Linked DNA regions of Sus scrofa: regions 1 and 3 are each linked to region 2. The links are chromatin contacts, called in public HiChIP or PLAC-seq maps. All regions are on one chromosome and are shown on one strand. The core of a region is the stretch at or near the end of the contact, and the rest is flanking DNA. Distances in the headings are between cores, read along the strand shown.

Evidence for each region. HiChIP or PLAC-seq counts read pairs in DNA pulled down with a chosen protein or histone mark.
Region 1: a contact with region 2 is called in an H3K27ac HiChIP or PLAC-seq map of alveolar macrophages. The contact joins two enhancer-like sites. A contact is called at or near these places in 2 of 2 datasets of contacts at active chromatin or transcription factors (alveolar macrophages and skeletal muscle).
Region 3: a contact with region 2 is called in an H3K27ac HiChIP or PLAC-seq map of alveolar macrophages. The contact joins two enhancer-like sites. A contact is called at or near these places in 1 of 47 Hi-C or Micro-C datasets (embryonic fibroblasts) and 1 of 2 datasets of contacts at active chromatin or transcription factors (alveolar macrophages).

What each region holds. Positions count from the first base shown.
Region 1 is chr1:29,918,620-29,922,217 of Sscrofa11.1, reverse strand. All of the region lies in intron 1 of TBPL1 (TATA box-binding protein-like protein 1), which reads left to right. Among named protein-coding and RNA genes, the nearest start is that of TBPL1, 16 kb to the left of the region's middle. Within about 2 kb of position 1,422, at least 15 of the 83 cell types and tissues checked have an H3K27ac peak or open chromatin away from gene starts, as enhancers often do. A contact at or near this core is called in alveolar macrophages, where this site is marked.
Region 2 is chr1:29,107,363-29,110,982 of Sscrofa11.1, reverse strand. It overlaps the pseudogene LOC110260030. Among named protein-coding and RNA genes, the nearest start is that of ALDH8A1, 48 kb to the right of the region's middle. Within about 2 kb of position 1,507, at least 56 of the 83 cell types and tissues checked have an H3K27ac peak or open chromatin away from gene starts, as enhancers often do. A contact at or near this core is called in alveolar macrophages, where this site is marked.
Region 3 is chr1:29,658,864-29,662,314 of Sscrofa11.1, reverse strand. It overlaps a transcript of SGK1 not described here. Among named protein-coding and RNA genes, the nearest start is that of SGK1, 87 kb to the left of the region's middle. Within about 2 kb of position 2,139, at least 3 of the 83 cell types and tissues checked have an H3K27ac peak or open chromatin away from gene starts, as enhancers often do. A contact at or near this core is called in alveolar macrophages, where this site is marked.

The DNA.
Region 1 (3,598 bases), core at 173-2,672, 810 kb before region 2:
CCTTAGGGTCCATATCTTGACATCCAAGTTTTCTTACTTTACAGATACATTTTAGTACATATTTAAACATTATCAATATGCGATAAGTATTAGATTGTGTATTCTTAAATTACAAAATACTTTAGTTTTTTATATTGGAACTTTTTTTACTATTGACTTATCTTTCCATAAGCACTTCTTCAGAAAATCACCCTCATTTAAGTCTTCCTCCACCACTTTTTAGGCATCATTGCAAATATTTGTATTGACTGAAACATAAAATATACTCCTCCTTACTATTTTTTATTATCATTATTATTTTCGTTTTAGGGCTGCACCTGCAGCATATGGAAGTTCTCAGGCTAGAGGTCAAATTGGAGCTGCATCTACTGGCCTATGCCACAGCCACAGCCACGCCAGATCAAGCTGCACCTGCCACCTACACCGCATCTTGTGGCAATGCCAGATCCTTAACCCACTGAGCAAGGCCTGGGATCAAACCCGCATCCTCATGGATACTAGTCAGATTCTTAACCTGCTGAACCACAATGGGAATTCCACTGTTTTTTTAATAGTTGCTGTCTACCCTCAGAGTAGTAGTTGTTACTGCTAAAAAAAAAAAAAACAACAGTTTGTAGTTTTCCTAAAGTAGATTTTTAAACATTGTAATAACCATTTTGATGCCATTCTTCAGAATTGGTATTTAGATTGAGTCAGAAATACAAGGTGGAGACATGTAACGAAGACAGTTTAGCTTTCCGTTTAACTTAATGGCATGATGGTTTTACACATCAAATACTTTTGCTTTTACTAATGTTTTTATTAACTGTTTGTGTATTATGAGTGGTATGCTGTAGAATCCTTTCCTTTGGCATACACAAGGGTTTTTGTGGCCAGGCATACTATTAAATAGTTTTCTTGATGTGCTAGAACACAAAATTGCCAACACCAAGAACTGGCTCCTAAAGCATAAGCTCTTGGGCCATACACAGAAACATATTTATGATGTAACGTCAATGGGCCAAACAGATTTTGTGCTTTGGTCCTCTGCCTGTGCTGTTGCCTCCAGTGCATCTAACTTTCTCCCTTTACTGTCCATTTGAACACAGTGCCTGTTGAAGGGAAAGTGGGAAGTTCAGAATTGGAATGTTAATTTAACTAAACTGACATGATAGCTCTAGAATTGAAATTTAGTATATAATTCCCAAATTTGTCTATAGCATGTCTTCATCTAAGACGCTGGAATCCTGGGGTTTGAGAATTAGATCTTAGAAACCATCTAGTCTCCTCTTCCACCCAGTGAAAGACTCATTCTATAACATCCCTAACTTGGGTAATTATCTTGCCCTGCCTCCCCTTTTTTGTGGACTTGAGTTCTGTGGAGCCTTCTGCTTTGCAAGTGTTTGTTTTTGGTGTGGCTTTATGAGGTCTGCGTCCGTGTGGCTTTAGTTGGATCTTTCACTTTCTTTTTTTCAGACATTTGAGAACAGCTACTGTATTTCCTTCCTTGTGCTAAGTGTCCTGACACTTTCCTCATACAACTATTTTTATAGCTCATGCCATCCTACTTTCCTCTGGATATCTGGACATCAGTGCCCCTTGAAATGGTGAGGTCAGAATATTCTGGGTCTTTTAACGGCAAAGAGGCTTACACTTCCTTTGCTCTGAATACTCCTATCTAAGCTAGTTTTGTTTTTTAAGTAATATAATTAAAACCCATGTTATCTTAATAGTGTAACCTATTGTGAAGAAATTTTCTTTTGTTTTTAAATACCTTTTTAAAGTTGACATTTTTTGACAGAAATGTAAGGGGGGCCATGTAACAAAAACCCATATATCGCCTAGATTTAATAATAATTTTTAAGATATGAGGCATGGCTATGTTCCAGTAAGATTTTTCTCTTTCTTTTTTGCAAAACAGACGTTGGCCCATTGCTTATAGTTTTGACCCCTACCTAACCTATTATGATCTCTGTGTTTGTTTGTTTTAACTGTTAGTGTGTTGGTTCTCAAGTTTTGTGTCAACTCATTAAATAATACTATCTGGTTATGATGGTCTACTCCCTGTGAGTCCATTAAACTGTAGTAGCTATTGTTTCGTGAACACATGTTGTATGCTGTGTACTCGACATAGATAATCATATATCATATTTAATCCTTCAAGGCACCCTGGGAGATGCAGTAATGTCCTCACCAGTTTTCAGAAGAGAAAATTAAGAATGAAAGAGAGGTTAGATAGCTTACTCTGTCACATGCCTAATTGCAAACAGTAGGTCAGTGGCCCCTTCTGTAAGGTTTATGCTGTACTATTACACAGATGTGAAAGAACACCCTCTTTCTAAAAGGCAAAATAGGAGTTCCCGTCGTGGTGCAGTGGTTAACGAATCCAACTTAGGAACCATGAGGTTGCGGGTTCGGTCCCTGCCCTTGTTCAGTGGGTTAACGATCCGGCGTTGCCGTGAGCTGTGGTGTAGGTTGCAGACGCAGCTCGGATCCCGCGTTGCTGTGGCTCTGGCGTAGGCCAGGGGCTACAACTCCGATTCGACCCCTAGCCTGGGAACCTCCATATGCCTCGGGTGCTGCCCAAAGAAATAGCAAAAAGACAAAAAATAAATAAATAAATAAAAGGCAAAATATCTGCTTTTCGGAGATCCCATCATGGCCCAGTGGAAACGAATCCGCCTAGTATCCATGAGGATGCAGTTTCCATCCGTGGCGTTGCCGTGAGCTGTGGTGTAGGTCGCAGATTGCGGCTTGGATCCTGCGTTGCTGTGGCTGTTGCATAGGCCAGCAACTGTAGCTCCAATTCGACCCCATATGCTGTGGGTATGGCCCTAAAAAGCAAAAAATAAAATAAAATAAGGAGTTCCCATAGTGGCTCAGTTGTTAATGAACCAGACTAGTAACCATGAGGTTGTGGGTTCGATCCCTGGCCCCGCTCAGAGGGTTAAGGATCCGGCATTGCTGTGAGCTGTGGTATGGGTTGAAGACTCAGCTCAGATCCCATGTTGCTGTGGCTGTGGTGTGGGCCAGCAGCTGTAGCTCCGATTGGACCCCTAGCCTGGGAACCTCCATATGCCATGAGTGCGACCCTAAAAAGACAAAAGACAAAAAAAGAAAAAAATTAAATTAAATTTTTAAGATGTGCTTTTCTCCATCTTGGTCACAGGCATGTGTTCAGAGACTGTCAGGTAATCTGTTGGGATCAGCAACTCAAAATGTCTGTTTCCTAAGCTGCTGTTTTGGGAGGTTTATAAAGAATATGAGTTTAGTTTGCATGGCATATCTTATTTGTAGAGAAGAATGATCTCTAGGAGATCACCTGAGTTCATGCTGTGTTTTCAAATTAAACTATATCCAGTCTCTCCCTCCCTCTGCCATTCCTCAATTCTTTTTTTTTTTTTTTTGTTTTTTTTGTTTTTTTTTTGTTTGTTTTTTTTGCCATTTCTAGGGCTGCTCCCTCAGCATATGGAGGTTCCCAGGCTAGGGGTCGAATCGGAGCTATAGCCACTGGCCCATGCCAGAGCCACAGCAACGCCGGATCTGAGCCATGTCTGCAACCTACCCCACAGCTCACGGCAACACCAGATCCTTAACCCACTGAGCAAGGCCAGGGATC
Region 2 (3,620 bases), core at 258-2,757:
TGGGACCGGTGTCCTTGCTAATAAAAGGAACTTTGGACATAGTGACACACACAAGGAGAAGATGACCCTGGGAAGAGGAAGACAGGGAGAATGCCACATGACAATGAAGGCAGAGATTGATGGGATCCGTCTATAAGGCAAGAGAAACAGCCAACCAAGACCCTCCCAACGTCCTGACCCTCCCAGCTGTGAGCAAAATGAAATGGTTGTTTTTTGAGGTAATTTGTTATATAGCAATGATAACTGGCACCCATTCGCCCTCCAGGTTTCAATGTAGCCTTCACATCTAGGAAGCTTTCCTGATCTCCTCAAGCCTTCCATGCACGTTCCTCCTCCAAACTCCCACAGCACCTTTCTTTACCCCACTGTACGCTCTGCAGTGTCCATGGAACCCATACGTCAGCTGACCCCCAAAGCCAGCCTTTCCTTTTGCCTTACCCCCAGCAACTCCTCATATTCACCCAAAACTCACCCTCTTCATCTCAAAGTCTCACTAAAAGATTTTTTTTTTTCCTTTTAGGGCCATACCTGCAGCATATGGAAGTTCCTAGGATAGGGGTTGAATCAGAGCTGCAGCTGCCAGCTTACACCACAGCCACAGCAACACGGGATCCAAGCTGCATCTGTGACCTACACCACAGCTCACAGCAACACTGGATCCTTAATCCACTGAGCGAGGCCAGGGACCAAACCTGCATCCTCATGGATACTGTTTGGATTTGTGATCTGCTGAGCCACAAGAGGAACACCTTATTAAAGGTTTTATACAGGAAATAGAAGAGAAAGATTATAATGTGCACTCACAGAGCAGGTATGAAATATTCACTATTAGACTTTCGTTTCTCTGTTTAGCCTGAAGTCTTCCAGGGGTTTTCACTGCAGAAGTTCTCAGACCCTCCAATGTCAATCATATTCCGTAAGGAAGAGAAAGTATTGAGGGCTGGTTGCCCAACTTATGAAATCATTGAACTCTTCATGAGCAGCTTTAAAGGCCTGGGATATATGTCATTCAACTATAAATACACATTGTTATTATGAATTCCTTCCAAGTAATAAATTACACATTCTTGCCCCAAAGTTAGGGACTCTCTGAAAAACGAGTGGGACCTCGGGCATCTTACTTTTGTTTCTTTATCATCGTTAAGAAGTCTTAGAACGAATTTCTGGAGAGAACCTTGAAGAGTCTTATCACTCTGACTCACGTTTAATGTGCTTCATATCGACAGCACCACAGAAGAGCTAAAAAACTCCCACTTCCCCGCTGCCCAAGCCAAATAGAAAGCCATTTGAGGCACATCGAGTACTCAATTTTCCTGCTCATTACTTTTTTTAGATTGAGGTATAATGTGAGTAGACTATTAAGAAGCTTCCGGCTCCCACGGATGTGGCACAGAGAAGGTCGAATAGAGCCAGAAGGAAGTTTTGATGGTGCTGCTGACATCTTCAGGCAGTTCTATCACCCCCCCCTCCAAAAGACCTTAAGGATCTGCTAAAAAGTTTTGTTTGCAAATCTTTGTCGAGGACAATTTGTTTGCAAATGTTTGTAAAGGACAAAGCAAAGGACATGATTTTCTAGCCACTGAGAGGTGTGGGTGATTTATGTGAGCAGCCGGCCCAGTTCGTGAACTCCGGCCCAGCGTTGGCTGGTGCTACGCAAGGCTTCCCCCGGGACCTCTTGTGTTTCCTATTACTCGCGCTGTGCCTGGGCTCCGCGCGGGCTCGTTTGTCCTACGATTTTTATCTGTACGGTTTTCTTTAATCATAAGAGCTTGAAATGCAAGAACTGTGCATATTAGACCTCTTACAGAGTGAAGCGAAAACCAATCGTGGCCTTTTAGTACTTGCAATTCCAGGACAACAACAAACGCCGCTAAGTCTCCAGCAGTCGGCCGGCTCACTGCGCCTGTGCGGTGCAGCCGGGGGCGGGACCGGAGGCGGGGGCGGGGCCGCCGGCGCCGGGTGGGGGCGGGGCAGCGCGGTCCGGCCGGCCGGGTACCTCCGGCCCCGCCCGAACGCAGCGCTGGAAGGCGGGGCCCGCGGGGCTGCGGACGTTGGCCTCCGCCGCCCCGCAAAGGCCTCATGATTTCAAACTTTTGCTGAACTTGTAAAAGCGGCATTTGGATGATGGATTAATAAGAACACTGGAATTCCGTGAGAAGTTTCAAATTGGAGAATCTTGAACTTTTCATCCTCTCCAGAAGTTCTGCTGGTCACCTAATCACAGATGAATGAGGGCACCTGGCCAGCGGTCCAGAGCTGATGCAGGCCTATACTGGTGTGTCGGCAAGCATGATGAAGATGAAGAAAAAGTCGTCCCACAAAACACATCGGAGCAGTGTGGGCACCAGCACACCAGTTTCCCAGCCTCCGCGGAGCATCGTAGGCTGCAGGATTCAGCATGGGTGGAAAGAGGGAGAAGGCCCTGTCACCCAGTGGAAAGGAACCGTTCTGGACCAGGTGCCTGTAAATCCTTCTTTGTATCTTATAAAATACGATGGAGTTGACTGTGTTTATGGACTAGAACTTAATGAAGATGAAAGGGTTTCTGCGCTTGAAGTCCTCCCCGATAGAGTTGCAACATCTCAAATCAGCGATGCACACCTAGCGGACACGATGATTGGCAAAGCAGTGAAGCACGTGTTTGAGACCGAGGATGGCTCTAAGGCCGAGTGGAGGGGAATGGTCCTAGCCCGTGTCCCTGTAATGAGCACGTGGTTTTACATCACCTATGAGAAAGATCCTGTCTTGTATATGTACCAACTCTTGGATGATTATAAAGAAGGAGACCTTCACATTATGCCTGATTCTATTGATTCACCTCCAGCAGAAAGAGAACCAGAAGTTGTGGACAACCTGGTAGGCAAACAAGTGGAATATGCCAAAGAAGATGGCTCTAAAAGGACTGGCATGGTCATCCATCAAGTAGAGGCCAAACCGTCTGTCTGTTTCATCAAGTTTGATGATGATTTCCATATTTACGTCTACGATTTGGTGAAAACAACCTAGGTGTCATCACGAACTTTGCCAAATTTGTGGAACTATTAAATGTATAATTTGTAGATGTAAAGATTTGATTGCTTTCCATTTTAATGACAACTTAAATGTCCCTGCGATCTCACAATCTGCCAGCAGAACTGGTTTTGTTCTGAATAGCATAGATTTCTGTGAATACAAAGTATATTGTGTAAGGAACTCCTTCCTCTTAAAAGAAGTCTGTCTGTTTGGAGAGGAGGTACAGGCAATTTCAGTTTAAAAAAAAAGGTTGAGTTAGTATCATAGTCATTTAAAACTGTAATAGACTTTATCAGTTTTCCCCTTCACTCTAACATTCTCTTAATCTACCACAATTCAAGCATGGTTTGGTATTTTTGTTGTTCCCTTTGTTTAGATAAATATGTATCATTACCTATTTATCTCTCTGTGGATATGCATGTATTTTATATGTATGTGTACACAGATACATATACACATGTAATCTGTTTATATGTATATATACACAGATAAATGTGTGTATATATATACATATGTGTGTGTATACACACACACATACATCTGTATACACACGCCACTCTTCGTTGGCAGTTCTTTCTTTGTGGATTGGGACAGGGGTAAATAATTTT
Region 3 (3,451 bases), core at 890-3,389, 550 kb before region 2:
CAGCCTAAACAGATTATTTGGTCTTTTCCTGACAAAGGCTTCATTTTTTTGGCCATTGAGCTTTTGGATTCTCATGCATTCTTGTCAAAAGGAGTGCCATTTATTCTTAACCTCATTTCAGTTTTGCTAGGTCAAATCTTACCCAGGATTGAAAACCTGGCTCTAAAAACCCCTTCGTGATGGCTCATTACAACTCCACGAAGTATCCTTGAACCCTTCCTCCAGTTTTTACTTCAAACTTCTCATGCGCACCTGTCACATTGTATAGCACCATGATTCGTGCAATCTGTAATGATTCCAGCTAGTGTTTGTTTTCATGGATGATTACCATAAAGCATATTCCATTCCTGGGATTATGGGAAATATAGAAGAATGATGGCATGCTAGAAGGGTTGGGGTAAAATAACTCGTAACACATGTTTGAAATAGGAAGACTTCACTTTTTTAATTTAGTTTTTATTTTATCTTTTTTTTTTTTTTTTGCTTTTTAGGGCCACACCTACGGCACATGGAAGTTCTCAATCCCAGGCTAGGGGTCGAATTGGAGCTGCAGCTGCTGGCCTACACAACAACCACCGCAATACCAGAACCCAGCTGTGTCTGCTACCTACACCACAGCTAATGGCAATGCCGGATCCTTAACCCACTAAGTGAGGCCAGGGATTGAACCTGCAACCTCATGGTTCCCGGTTGGATTCATTAACCACTGAGCCATAATGGGAACTCCTATTGTAAAATTTTTAACATGTCCTTGGACCGTGATTTCTATAGCATTTATTTGATTTTGACATTTATTTGACTTAGGGCATGGCCAATGATTTATTTATAATTTACTTATAATTCCATCATCTAGTACTTCTCATCTTTCCATCCATGGGTACTAATTTTACTGCTCTGATAAAGGCCTTAATATTTTAATAGTAAAATATTTAATTTTAATTTAATATTAAATTAAATTAGGCTTAATTATTTTCAGGCTTTAATATTTTCACTTTTTTTTTTTTTCTTTTTGGCTGAGCCCTTGGCATGTGGAAGTTCCCAACCTGTGCCACAGCAGTCACAACACCAGATCCTTAACCAGCTACGACACCAGGGAACTCCCACTTATCCCTTTCCTGAAAAATCACTGCTCTCATTATAGCTAGTGCCTGCCTCATCGTTTCTCCCTGAAAACCATGCAAAGTCCAGCATGAGAAGGTTTGGGGTGGGAGTGCTTGGCTTATTTTACTAGAAATTGTCAACGTTGTTATTCATCATTAATTGCTCTCCCAGTCCATTCAATCTTCCAGGGGCCTTCCTCTGAAGAAAGATATCTCTATCAGATAGAGGATAATTCCTATTCCCATTTTATTACCTATGTCTTATTCATGACTGTCTTGAGGGCATGTAGAAATTTCTAAGTATTTGTAGATGAATACATATCTTACTGTGGTGATTTGGCTTCTTAATTTGTGTCCCCCACTAGATTTTTTTTGGTTTTTTGTTAATGTCTGCACCTGCAGCATATGGAAGTTCCCAGGCTAGGGGTCTAATCAGAGCTGCATTGAACCGACATCCTCAAGGATATCAGTCAGGTTCTTAACCCACTGAGCCACGACGGGAACTCTAGATTGTAAATTTTTTAAGGGTAAAGATTTCAGTTTAGACATCTTTGTGTCATTTGTCACCCCAAGCAGTGTCTTGCGTGGATCAAGTTCAGCAAATATGTGTTGTATGAGTTGCTAAGCATCTGCTTGTCACCCCGTGAGCTTTGAATGAAGAGGCAGACCCAATTTTTGGAAATTTCACAGCCTCATTTGCTGTTCCAGCTTCCTTGCATTGGACTCTAATCATATTTTTAAGGTCCAGATCTAACTTTTTCATCCACTTATCCATTCATAGCTTTTAGCTTTTGTCTGTTTTGATGTTTATCTCACTATCTTAGAACTATTAGAAGGTCTGATTCTTTTTTTTTTCTTTTTTCTTTTGAGGGCCACACCCATGGCATATGGAAGTTCCCAGGCTAGGGGCTGAATCGGAGCTGTAGCTGCCAGCCAACAACACCACAGCACAGCAACGCAGGATCTGAGCCAGCCGCATCTGCCACCTACACCACAGCTCATGGCACTTCAAGCTCCTTAATCCACTGGGCAGGGCCAGGGATCAAACTTGCCTTCTCATGGACACGAGTCAGGTTCGTTAATGCTGAGCCACAGTGGGAACTCCTAGAAGGTCAGATTTCAAGTGCTGTTTCTCGAACTTATTAGAAGTGTGGTTTTGAGGAACTAAAACTGAGTATTTTCTCATCCATGAAGAGATAAGGATTGTACTTATCAAAAAACTGGTAAGAATTAAAAGACAAGCAGATGGTAGTAACAGGAAGGCATGTGAGCCTTCTGAGCATGGAAAATGAATATACGTGCATAAGGGTAATGAATTTGGTCCTAATTCACAGTTAGCTTTCCAGAGATGAAACTGGCTGTCAGTTGAGACAGGAAGTCGACAGCGCTACCTCAGAGCAAGTTGCAGGCCCCTGGCAAGCTAAGATGTTTACGATCTTGTTCATTTCTGGCATGCTATAATCCCACGTAGATCTTGTGCTGAGAAAGTCCCTCACATGTTAACGCAGTTTATTTACTCGAGTTTTCTTACCCTTGAGGTATGACAGATCTACTCACTGTTTTCCTTCTAGTGGTGGAATAAGAGCGATTGGCTGAGAAGCAGTTCAGGAAGAAAAAGTCCTAGAAATTTTACTTCACATGCAACCTTATAAGAAACACCTAATCCACTTTCTGAACTCCTGGAATGAGGCTATATTAGTAGAAACATTGAGGCCAGAACAAGGGATATAATACACTGTCCTGCTAAATCCAATAAGGAGTACTGGTTCTAGCTTTCTTCTTCTTCTTCTTTTTTCTTTGCTATTTTTAGGGCTGCACCTGCAGCATATGGAAGTTCCCAGACTAGGAGTCGAATTGAAGCTGCAGCTGCTGGCCTACACCGCAGCCACAGCAATGTGGGGTGGAGTTGCAGCTGTGACCCATGCCATAGCTACAGCAATGCCAGATACGTTAACCCCCTAATCGAGGCCAGGGATTGAACTCGCATCCTCATGGATACTAGCCGGGTTTGTTACCACTGAGCCACAGTGGAAACTCCCTAGATTTATTCTTCTGATTTTAACAGGGATAATGAGGGGTTCCCATTGTGGCACAGTGGGTTAAAAAGCTGGCTGCAGCAGCTCAGGTTGCTGGGAGGCATGGGTTCAATCCCTGGCCCGGCGCAGTGGGTGAAAGGATCTGGCATTGCTGCAGCTGTGGCACAGTTCACAGCAGCAGCTTGGATTCAGTCCCTGGCCCAGGAACTGCCGTATGCCCTGGGTGTGGCCATTTAAAAAAAAAAAAAAAGGAGATTATTGACAAACTCGCTAACATGCAAATAAGAGCAGGGAGAATGGAGGAGAATATTGTGA